Regions from separate parts of the Sus scrofa genome. Here region 1 is linked to region 2. A link is a contact called in public promoter capture Hi-C data. All regions are on one chromosome and are shown on one strand. Each heading gives the region's core, a stretch centred on a gene start, on an enhancer-like site or on the middle of the called end of the contact. The rest is flanking DNA. Distances are from core to core; before and after follow the strand shown.

Region 1 (4,789 bases), core at 2,040-4,539, 130 kb before region 2:
TTAGACCACTGAAATTTCTGCCATACTGAGAACATGGTATGCCAGGGCTTATTCTTACTACTCTGGAGCAAAACAAGGTGAATGAAATGATTTTTTTTGTTTTTGTTTTTTTTTGGTATTTTGTCTTTTGTTGTTGTTGCTATTTCTTGGGCCGCTTCCGCGGCATATGGAGGTTCCCAGGCTAGGGGTCGAATCGGAGCTGCAGCCACTGGCCTACGCCAGAGCCACAGCAACGCAGGATCCGAGCCGCGTCTGCAACCTACACCACAGCTCACGGCAATGCCGGATCGTTAACCCGCTGAGCAAGGGCAGGGACCGAACCTGCAACCTCATGGTTCCTAGTCGGATTCGTTAACCACTGCGCCACGACGGGAACTCCTGAATTTTTCTTAAAGTTAAACATATTCTTGGTGTTAAAATGTCCTTTCTTTAATGAAATAACTGCAATAGGGTTTTTTAAAGTCCTTATTTGGCAAAATAAAATGTTGGGACCTTTACATCAGTTATAATTTTTTCTGTGCATGGGTGTGTATGTGTGTGTGGGGGGTGAATGCCAAAGACAAACAAAGACAGACATTAGTTAAAGCAGTAAAAACAGATTTTATTCACTATTGACCAAGAGAGAAATAGCTGAGCTCCATTTCAACTTGTGTAGCAGTGACTGGGCACTTTAAAGGATGAAGAAAACACATATTGTGTAGTTCGATTTAGATGAAATCTTCAGAAATGGCAAACCTATAGAGATGAAAAACAGATTAGTGGTGCCTGGAGCAGGGTGGCAAGATAGGATTAACTGTAAATAGCCACTTAGGTTGATTGGATGTTTTAAAACTGAATGCTGCACAACTTGGTACACTTGCTAAAAATAATTTAAATGTACAGTTAAAAATGGGTGAATTTTATGGCCTATATCCATAAAGCTTTTAACAGCAACAACAACAATGGGAGAATGAGGAAGAAGAAGCAGGGCAAAAGTTCAAAATTACAAAGGGTTGTGCAGTGTCAATTTGATTAATCTGGCAGCTGGCAATTATGGAAGTCAGGACTCTATCCTCTGAATATGGCGTTGTCGTTGTCACGTGCTAAGAGTTCTGGAGTTCTCATGGTCCATATTTCATTGTTAAGTAAAATCTACTAGCTTGGAAACGGATAATCTGGTTTAATCTCTGTGATGAAAGCATGCCTTCTTAACCGAGGCAGTTAAAGAAAAGGAGAGGAATGCTGAGGTTTGCTTAGCCTTCAACTTAAATATTTTATCTGAACGTCTCTGAACACTTCTGGATTCTAAATACACAGTTTCAAAGGCACACGACCTCCTGCCCTGCATACCATCCACAGGGTCACTCCTTTTCTGTTACCCAAGGAAGAAGACCAGGATCTGAGGCTGTATTTCAGCTATCAAACTCATCTGGTGGTGCATATCAAGGGTTAGGAAGGAGGCTTTTCATCTAGAGAGAACTGTATTCATTGTTTCACAACGCAGCAAACCAAAGACCTTAGAGTGAGTTTGAAAGGGATCCCAAGGCCTCCAGATACAGCGGTCAGGGGAAACTTTAAGTGCAATAAGAGAACAGCCAACTGCTTACCTCAATGTCTTGGGAAGACTGCAGAGAAATGAACTCTCCTAATTAGTTACAGTAAGATCTAAGTAACATGGTTACAATAGAGACAAAGTACAGATTCTTGCAAAACTTCAAATGCAAATTATTGTTACTCTGGACAAAATATACCTGCTTTTGAAAGTTTCCTAGAAATGTAATGTATCCAAGTGTGGCAAGTGCCTGCAGAATTATTCATAGGTGTACAGCTCCTGTCAAGGGCTGCATTCAATTTAGAAAAAAATTGAATGCTGTTTTTCAATATACATATCCACATTTTTTTTTCTTTTTTTGCTATTTCTTTGGGGCCGCTCCCATGGCATATGGAGGTTCCCAGGCTAGGGGTCTCATCAGAGCTGTAGCCACCGGCCTACGCCAGAGCCACAGCAACGCGGGATCCGAGCCGCATCTGCAACCTACACCACAGTTCACAGCAACGCCAGATCATTAACCCGCTGAGCAAGGGCAGGGATCGAACCCTCAACCTCATTGTTCCTAGTCGGATTCGTTAACCACTGCGCCACGACGGGAACTCCAATATCCACATTTTTTTAATTTAAAATTTAATCTAGTTGCAATTGCTTCTAAACGTCCTGTGTCTATGCATCTACAAAATACATTTTCTCGAAAGTCAGATATTTGGGAGGATTAATTATTAATCCATCATGCTGATTTAAAAAAGGGACGTTGGAGTTCCCTTTGTGGCTCAGCAATTAACAAATCTGACTAGCATCCATGAAGATGCAGGTTTGATCCCTGGCCTCGCTCAGTAGGTTAAGGATCCGGTGTTGATGTGAGCTGTGGTGTAGGTCGCAGACACAGCTCAGATCTGGCGTTGCTGTGGCTGTGACGTAAGCTACAGCTCTGATTTGACCGCTAGCTTGGGAACCTCCATATGCCCAGGTTTTGGCCCTAAAAAGACAAAAAAAAAAAAAAAAAAAAAAAAAAAAGACATTCATTCAAAACTAAATGGGCCAAAATGTTGTCATTAAATTTTAGAAAAAAGATCACGTTTATAAGTGCAAAGAAATGTAATAGTTAGCTTTTATTTATAAAATATTCACATGTATTTTACATATAAAATGTAAATGTTTTTATGGAATAACTTAAAGCTCATATAATTCTTTTAGCAATTTTTCTTTCATTATTAATAACTGGGTAGATAAATTCAGTATTAAATATCAGAGTTACGTGCCAAGCTATTTTCCTCCAAACGTGATTCTGGGCATTAACCGTTACAGAAAACAAGATCCGCTACAACCTTGAAGGAGAAAGTACATTCCCCTACTATTTAAGCAACAAAGGTTTCTTTTTTTGTTTTTTGTTTTTTTTTGACTCTAGAGCCGTCTCACTGCTGTCCACATTTGCTAATGGCTTTGGGGGGGGGCCGTTTGTTTGGGTACGTCTGAAACCGCCCCCCCAATCTCTGGGAGGCGGCGTCTCGCAGGGAACACCGCGAGGCACCTCCGTAGGCGCGGAGGCACAGCGCGATCTCGCTGATCGCCTACCCCGCCCTAAACCACCCCCCGGCTCCGCCCGGCACAGCCTTCAGAGACTGCCTCCTCCGCCGCTTCACAGGAAAGCGTGGGAACCCGCCCCCGGGAGTGATGGACGGGCCTTCTCCTCCAATGGGAAGCGCGCTCGGCCCCGGCGGGCTGGGTAAGGGCCGCGGCACGCGGAGGAATCTCTTCTGCCCTTTAGTCCCGGGCTAGGTGTTGCGGCAGGCGCCATTTTATCGAGCCGCCGGTCTCGGGTGCCGCCATGTTGGTGAGGAGAAATCACCGTTACGGCCACTGTCCAAATCCCCGCGTCGGTGCACGCCGCCCGGCTGCTCCCAAGCCTCAGCCACCGGCGGCGAATAGAGACTAAAGCGGCAGCGCCGGCAGCGCGGGGCCGTGGCCCAGTGTTTGCAGTTAGAGCCCCACCTCTCTGGCGTGGTTGTTAATAGACTGGAAAGTCTGTGTCTGTGTCGCTCACTAGTAACCGTGAGTTTTTACCACTTCGTCACCTCTCGGCGGCGGCCGGGAGCAGGTACCCGCAGGCGGCGCAGGGAGCCTCCCCGCGCCCCGCCGCCGCCGGCCTCGCAGACCTGCCCTCCAGCCCCGCCCCGTTCTTGACCAAACATGACAGACTCTGAACATGCAGGGCACGACAGGTCGGGAACCCTTCTTGTCTGTCTTTCTGTCGGATGAGAGGAGGGGTCTGGGGCGGCGGGAGCGGGCCGGGGCCGCGCGCCTCCTGCATGACCTAGACGTCTCTGTGTGGCTCCATCCGTTCCATGACGTGCGCCCCGATGCAAAGCCCGGGCCCGCGGCCGCGGGGGAGGTCGGCCCGGCCGCGCCCGCCTCCCCGCGCGGGGTCCTTCCCGGCCGGCCCCGCCCCCGGCCGCACGTGCGAGCCCCGAGCCCCCCGCCTCTGGGCGGCTCTGTCGGCGCCGGGCGGCTTCCGCGGGCGGCTCGGGGCTGCGGTCCAGCCTGGGCTCGGAGGAAGCGGCTCCCGGTGCGGGGCCCGGCCCTCATGTCCCATGAGGACCCGCCAGGAATTTTCAGTAACTGGTGATTTGTTTGACTACTACCCTAGCACACTCCTAAGAATAAACATGCTTTGGGTTTGTTTTTGTTTTTGTTTGTTCTTTCTTAGGAAAATTTTAGGCAACCCCCAAAAGCCGTGTATTCGCACAGGCTTACCCCTAGCAATTTTGAAACGGCAAGTTTCAAATGTTACACAAAAGAGTTAGACTTTGCAGACCTTCGTGTACCACAGTTTTCTCCTAAAGTAAGGACTCCATGGATCATTCAGTCTAGCCCGGTTTTCTAAATACTATGTATCATTGGAAAATTTGAGATTCTGACTTTTTTATCTTTGCTATGCCTTAAGAGGCCCATTCTTAACTCCGTTTAATGATTTGGGCGTATTGACGTATTTTAAATAGCATAAATAGCATACTTAGGATTTGGTTAAAATTTTAATTTATAGTGCTAGCCATCTTAATCGTTAAAAAAAGAAAGGGTGGGCCTTCATTAAATTGCTGGGTCAAAATACATTGTATCTTATTCTTATTTAGAATGTTTAAAAATTCAGAACCTGTGCGTTACTCCCTTGCGAATGGAATTAATCAAAACATACCTTGTGCTCTAGGCTGTATACAAGTTGCTGGAGTTTTTACCTGTGCAGTAATGTGATCTGCTTTT
Region 2 (5,108 bases), core at 1,578-4,077:
TTTTCAGTTTTTCTTCTTTTTATAACATATATACTATAGACTGTAAATTTCCACTTAAGCACAGCTTTAACTGTGTTCTACCAGTTTTGACACACCATAACTTTGTTACCATTCAGTTAAAAAGTTTTTTCATGCTATTGTGATTTCTTCATTGACTCATGGGCTATTTGGAAGGGTTTTACTAACTTCCAAGCAGCTTGATTCCACTGCAGACAGAGAAAGTGCTCAGAATTATTTCAGTCCTTTGAAATGTGTTGAGGATTGCTTAATGACCCAGCATAAATTCTGGTAAATTTCTTTCAACTTTTTGTGGCACTATTGTTATTGATTTTGTATCCTGTCTCTAGGAGAAGAAGAGGCATGTCCAAATCTTAAGAAATACCCATCACTTCATTTACATCATGTGGCAAGAACATATTCATAATCCGCATACAGGCCTGATGCAAAGTAGGATAGGAAGCTGAATTCTTAGACAAGTTTTCCCCTCTGTAATATAGCAATAAAGCTGCATGCTGTCCCACAGTCTTCCAGGAGAGAGAGGCTCTCTCCATAGCTCAGGTAGAAAAATCCCAGAGAGAATCAGTTCAGCAAATTTGGATCACTAGCCTGTGTTTTACCATCACAATGGCAAAAGGGTGGAAATGGACCAAGCCTGAGTACTCATTTTCCTGTGCCCATATGGATAGTGTAGAGTTCCTGTTGTGGCTCAGCAGTAACGAACCCGACTAGTATCCATGAGGATTCGGGTTTGATCCCTGACGCCGCTCAGTGGGTTAAGGTCACAGATGAGGCTTGGATCTGGTGTTGCTGTGGCTGTGGCATAGGCCAGTAGGTACAGCTCTGATTCAACTCCTAGCTTTAGAACCTCCATATGCTGCTCGGTGTGGCCCTAAAAAGCAAAACAAAACAACAATGGACAGTGTCAATGCCACCAGAATCACACAAAACAGGTTTCCAGGGGAAAGATGAGTTTTATTATTAAGAAAAGGGGATAAGGGGTGCTGCTGGACAAAACAATACCAAAAATGATGTTCACTACAAAATATGGGTGGGGATAAAAAAGGAGAAAAGTATCTACTGTATTTGCAAATACAGAGGTTACAGGAGTTCCTAATGAAATTCACAGCAGAGAGAGTAGCGGGCCTGTAGGGGAGAGTGGGTGGTGCAGGAGGGTGAAAGGACCCAGGCATGCTGAAAGTAGGTATCACTTTCAAGATGACTGGCTGTGAAGAGAAGCAGCCACAACGTTTTGGCCTGAGTTCTCTAAAAAGGTAGTCCTGGTATAACGATTTGAGGTTTACTGCGAAAGTGACCCCAAGACAGGTGGGATAGAAAACCGGAAAAGGAGGGAACCTAACAAGAGAAGATGCAGAAAGGAGTAAGTTGCAGCTGCGGACAATCAGAACTCTTCTGCAGCGACCTTGAAATAGAGCGTAGGATATATGCCTCCCGGCAGATTCATTCTCTGGAGGTTAGGAAGCCGGGCACTAGATACCCGCATTCCTCAGGGATGTCGGATTGCTGGGACGGGTGTGAAGGAACGTCATCATTACAGCACTCCTGGGTCTTGCCCCATTTCTCCTCTAAGCGAGCTTCCCATGGCCAGTGGAGCCTATGGGCAAAATGGAAGAAAGGAGGGCAATTTTACAATATAAGTAGATACCATGAGCACAGGGAGAGCAGGACAGGAAAGGTCGCAGGATATTCTTTCTCTAAAGAGTAAGACATCGGAAGCACATGGGTGATGTAGCTAATTTTTGAGGAAGTGTAGGAAGTTTGCGGGAAATCTGGTAGAGTCCTCTCTCTATTCCTCAAAATGCACCAAAAATGTTTCCTAAAAGGAAGTCAGGTAGGATCAGAACCAAGGGACTTTAAAGAACCTCCTTCCGGAGTTCCCGTCATGGCGCAGTGGTTAACGAATCCGACTAGGAACCATGAGGTTGAGGGTTCGATCCCTGGCCTTGCTCAGTGGGTTAAGGATCCGGAGTTGCCGTGAGCTGTGGTGTAGGTCGCAGACGCGGCTCGGATCCTGCGTTGCTGTGACTCTGGTGTAGGCCAGTGGCTACAGCTCCGATTAGACCCCTAGCCTGGGAACCTCCATATGCCACAGAAGCGGCCCTAGAAATGGCAAACAACAACAACAAAAAAGAACCACCTTCCGCCAACTCAGAAGGGGAAATCGGTCCGGAGGACGAAAAGCGAGTGGCCCAGCGCCGGTAAACGGCAGGGCGGAGTCCAGGGATCCTAGGGTCTGTGTGTGATCGGCGAATCTGAAGTCACCCCCTGGCTATGCACCATCCAGGAGGTCTCAGCAGGCTACGGAAGCATTCGACCCAAACGAAACCAACAGCCGCTTCTACGCCTCGGGTTCTCTGCGGTCCTTAAGCAGGAAAGTAAAAGAAGCCCATTTTGGACAAAGAATGGGGACTTACAACTTTCTGTTTTCATCCAGAAAACGTCCCTTTGAAAGAGTAGGTTGAAAACTACCAGAACAAGCCCTAAAAAGGGATCTTCCTCTGGCACCGCCCCCTTGGCCGTGACCCCGGGCTCGGGAGGACCGCCCCAGCTTCCGGTCCCACTCAGGGGCCTGTTCGGGAAGCTGAGGCTAAAGCCGCGCCCCCTCCTCCAGCCCCCGCACCATCTGCAGCTGGCAGCCCGCTCAGAGAGGGAGCCTGGCGCGCCCCCCGCGCACAGGCCCCCTCCCATCCGCCCGCCCTGGAGCCGGCCGCGCGGAATCACGGGGCGGAGGCGGAGCCGCGCCGACAGTGGGCGCGGCGTCGGGGCTGCGCTCGCTGCTCTGGCAGACGCGCGGGCGCCCGGGCGCCCGCGGCCGGCTACCCTAGAAGCGTGAGGGGCGGGCGCCCAGGCCGCTGGCGGGGGCGCGGCTGGAGCGTGTGGGGCGGGGCCGGCGGGGCCGACGGGTCGGGAGCGCGGCAGTCGCCCCGGCTGGTCCCACGCTGAGCAGCCGCTTGGCCGGCTGTTTCCTGCAGCGGCTGCAGGGGTGGCCCCGGCGCGCGGCCCTTCACCATGTACACCTTCGTGGTGCGCGACGAGAACAGCAGCGTTTACGCCGAGGTCTCCCGGCTGCTGCTCGCCACCGGCCACTGGAAGAGGCTACGGCGGGACAATCCCAGGTTCAACCTGATGCTGGGAGAAAGGAACCGGCTGCCCTTCGGGAGACTGGGTGAGCTTCCCCGTTTCGCGCCCTCCCGCTCCTCCCGGTAGAACGGGCGCTTTTGTTTTAAGGTCAGAAACCTTCCCTCCGTCGTTTCTCGGGCAGATAGATAAAAAATGCATCCCTTAAAGGACTAAGCCCATCGTTTTTCGTGCCTTCTCATCTCCTAAATCGGATTCGGGGCGGGAATGTAGGTGCGGGCTCCTGGAGCCGCGGCTGCCTCTTTACCATGACCCGTCCCTGCAGCCGGGGGCGGGGAGCCCAGGCCTCGCGTCTCCCGGATTCCCCAGGCCCGACGTCCCCAAATCCGGCAGGTCCGCTGGACAGATCGCCGGGCGGGGCGCGGCTACGCGGAGCCCGCTGCTGAAATCTCGCCGGAGTCCTCTTGCACATTTTCTTCACTAAGGATCCTGCCCTGCCTATGTTGGCGCGGGAGGGGAGCTTGTGTGTGTTGAAAACCCTGAGGATTCAGCTACCCAGAGGCTCAGTTAAACTGTCAAAGGATTTGGAAGAGACCTGGATTCTGAAAGCCTGAGCTTCAGCAGTGAGCCCAGCCCAGGGAAGGGCGGAAGGGTGTCTTCTCTTAGCTTCACCAAAGAACACATTCTCACGATCGTGGGTTGAATGCAGATGGTAGGTGACGCTGGATTCTCAGCCCTACTCTCTCTGCGGGAGTTACCTTCATTCACGTGGTTGAAGCTGGCACCACCGCGTCTACATCTTCCTCTGGAGGAAGGTGCTGGGGAAGCAGAGGACCGGCGGCTCCTTTTTAGATGATGTAAACCAGAAGTTGTGCACAGCACTTCAGACTCACATCCCATTGACCTGAACGTAGTCTCACGGCCTCTGACTGCACAGTCATGGGGGAATTGCAGCCTCACTAGGGGTAGCCATGTTCCCTGCCAGAAATTCCCCTGGGGTGGGGACCTGATCATATTGCCAGAGACAAATCCGTCAAGAGGAAAAGTCATCCCTGCCTTGGAGGGCTTCTCAGAGAGCCGTGTTCTATGTCCGGAGAGGGTACGGTTTTTAGAAAATAGGTGTGGTCAGAGGGTGGAGAGGTTGAATAGGGAAAGACTGAAAATAGACCATTTGGAATTGACTAGCCCTTGATGGGCTTATGGGGGGGGGACTGTAATGATTTGAGGGATGAAGGGTATTTCTACTTAGGCTTGCTGAAACTTTTTCTTTGGGAAAGGACCACCGACAACTTTCTATTGTTGTACAAGTGTGCCATGTATGATGAGGACTCCATGGAAGGGCTGATTCCAACCCCTAGAAGTCTTGGAATACAGAGAATGTGCCTGGAAGTTCCCTTTTGCGAAACTGTCTCCCCAGGAAGCCCTCAGCAAAAGAAGAAACCCTGAGTATAGTCGAGAATGTTTATTTCTGACTTGTTCTGTATGCTTCCCTGCCTGACTGACTTTCCTCCTTGAACTGAGCAGTGCCCGGCGGTCAGAGCTTAGGTGGAATCCTAAAATTAAAAGCTGACGAAAAATGGCTCTGTGGGGGCTGCAGCAGGGGTGGTTGGCACTGCTGCGAGGTTCCAGGTGAGGGAGAAAGAGACCAAACCTAGAGGGTCCAAATCCTAAACAGTGACCGTGAAGTCAGCAGATGATCAGTAAACATTTATTTGTTTTTTGGCTGCACCTGTAGCATGCAGAAGTTCCCAGGCTGGGGGTAGAATCTGAGCCGCAACTGTGACCTGTGCCACAGCGGTGGCAACACCAGATTCTTAACCCATTGCACCATAGTAGGAGCTTCAGTAAACTTTTTTTTTTTTTTTTTTTCTCTTTAGGGCCACACCTGCAGCACATGGAAGGTCACAGGCTAGGGGTTGAATTGGAGCTGCAGTTGCTGGCCAATGACACAGCCACAGCATTTTGGGACCTGAGCCACATCTTTGAACTGCACCACAACTTGCAGCAATGCC

The links. Promoter capture Hi-C pulls out the DNA fragments that hold promoters and counts their contacts.
Region 1: a promoter capture Hi-C map of liver shows a contact between it and region 2, with 3 times the contacts expected there. The contact joins the promoter of ZC3H6 here to the promoter of TTL in region 2. A contact is called at or near these places in 3 of 5 promoter capture datasets (fetal liver, fetal skeletal muscle and liver), 8 of 47 Hi-C or Micro-C datasets (heart right ventricle, liver, mesenteric adipose tissue and 2 more) and 2 of 2 datasets of contacts at active chromatin or transcription factors (alveolar macrophages and skeletal muscle).

Annotation. Positions count from the first base shown.
Region 1 is chr3:44,147,413-44,152,201 of Sscrofa11.1, reverse strand. ZC3H6 (zinc finger CCCH domain-containing protein 6) reads left to right here and starts at 3,289. Exons shown (of 12, transcript XM_021087025.1): 1 at 3,289-3,753. The coding sequence starts at 3,722.
Region 2 is chr3:44,020,330-44,025,437 of Sscrofa11.1, reverse strand. TTL (tubulin tyrosine ligase) reads left to right here and starts at 2,827. Exons shown (of 7, transcript NM_001004041.1): 1 at 2,827-3,184. The coding sequence starts at 3,028.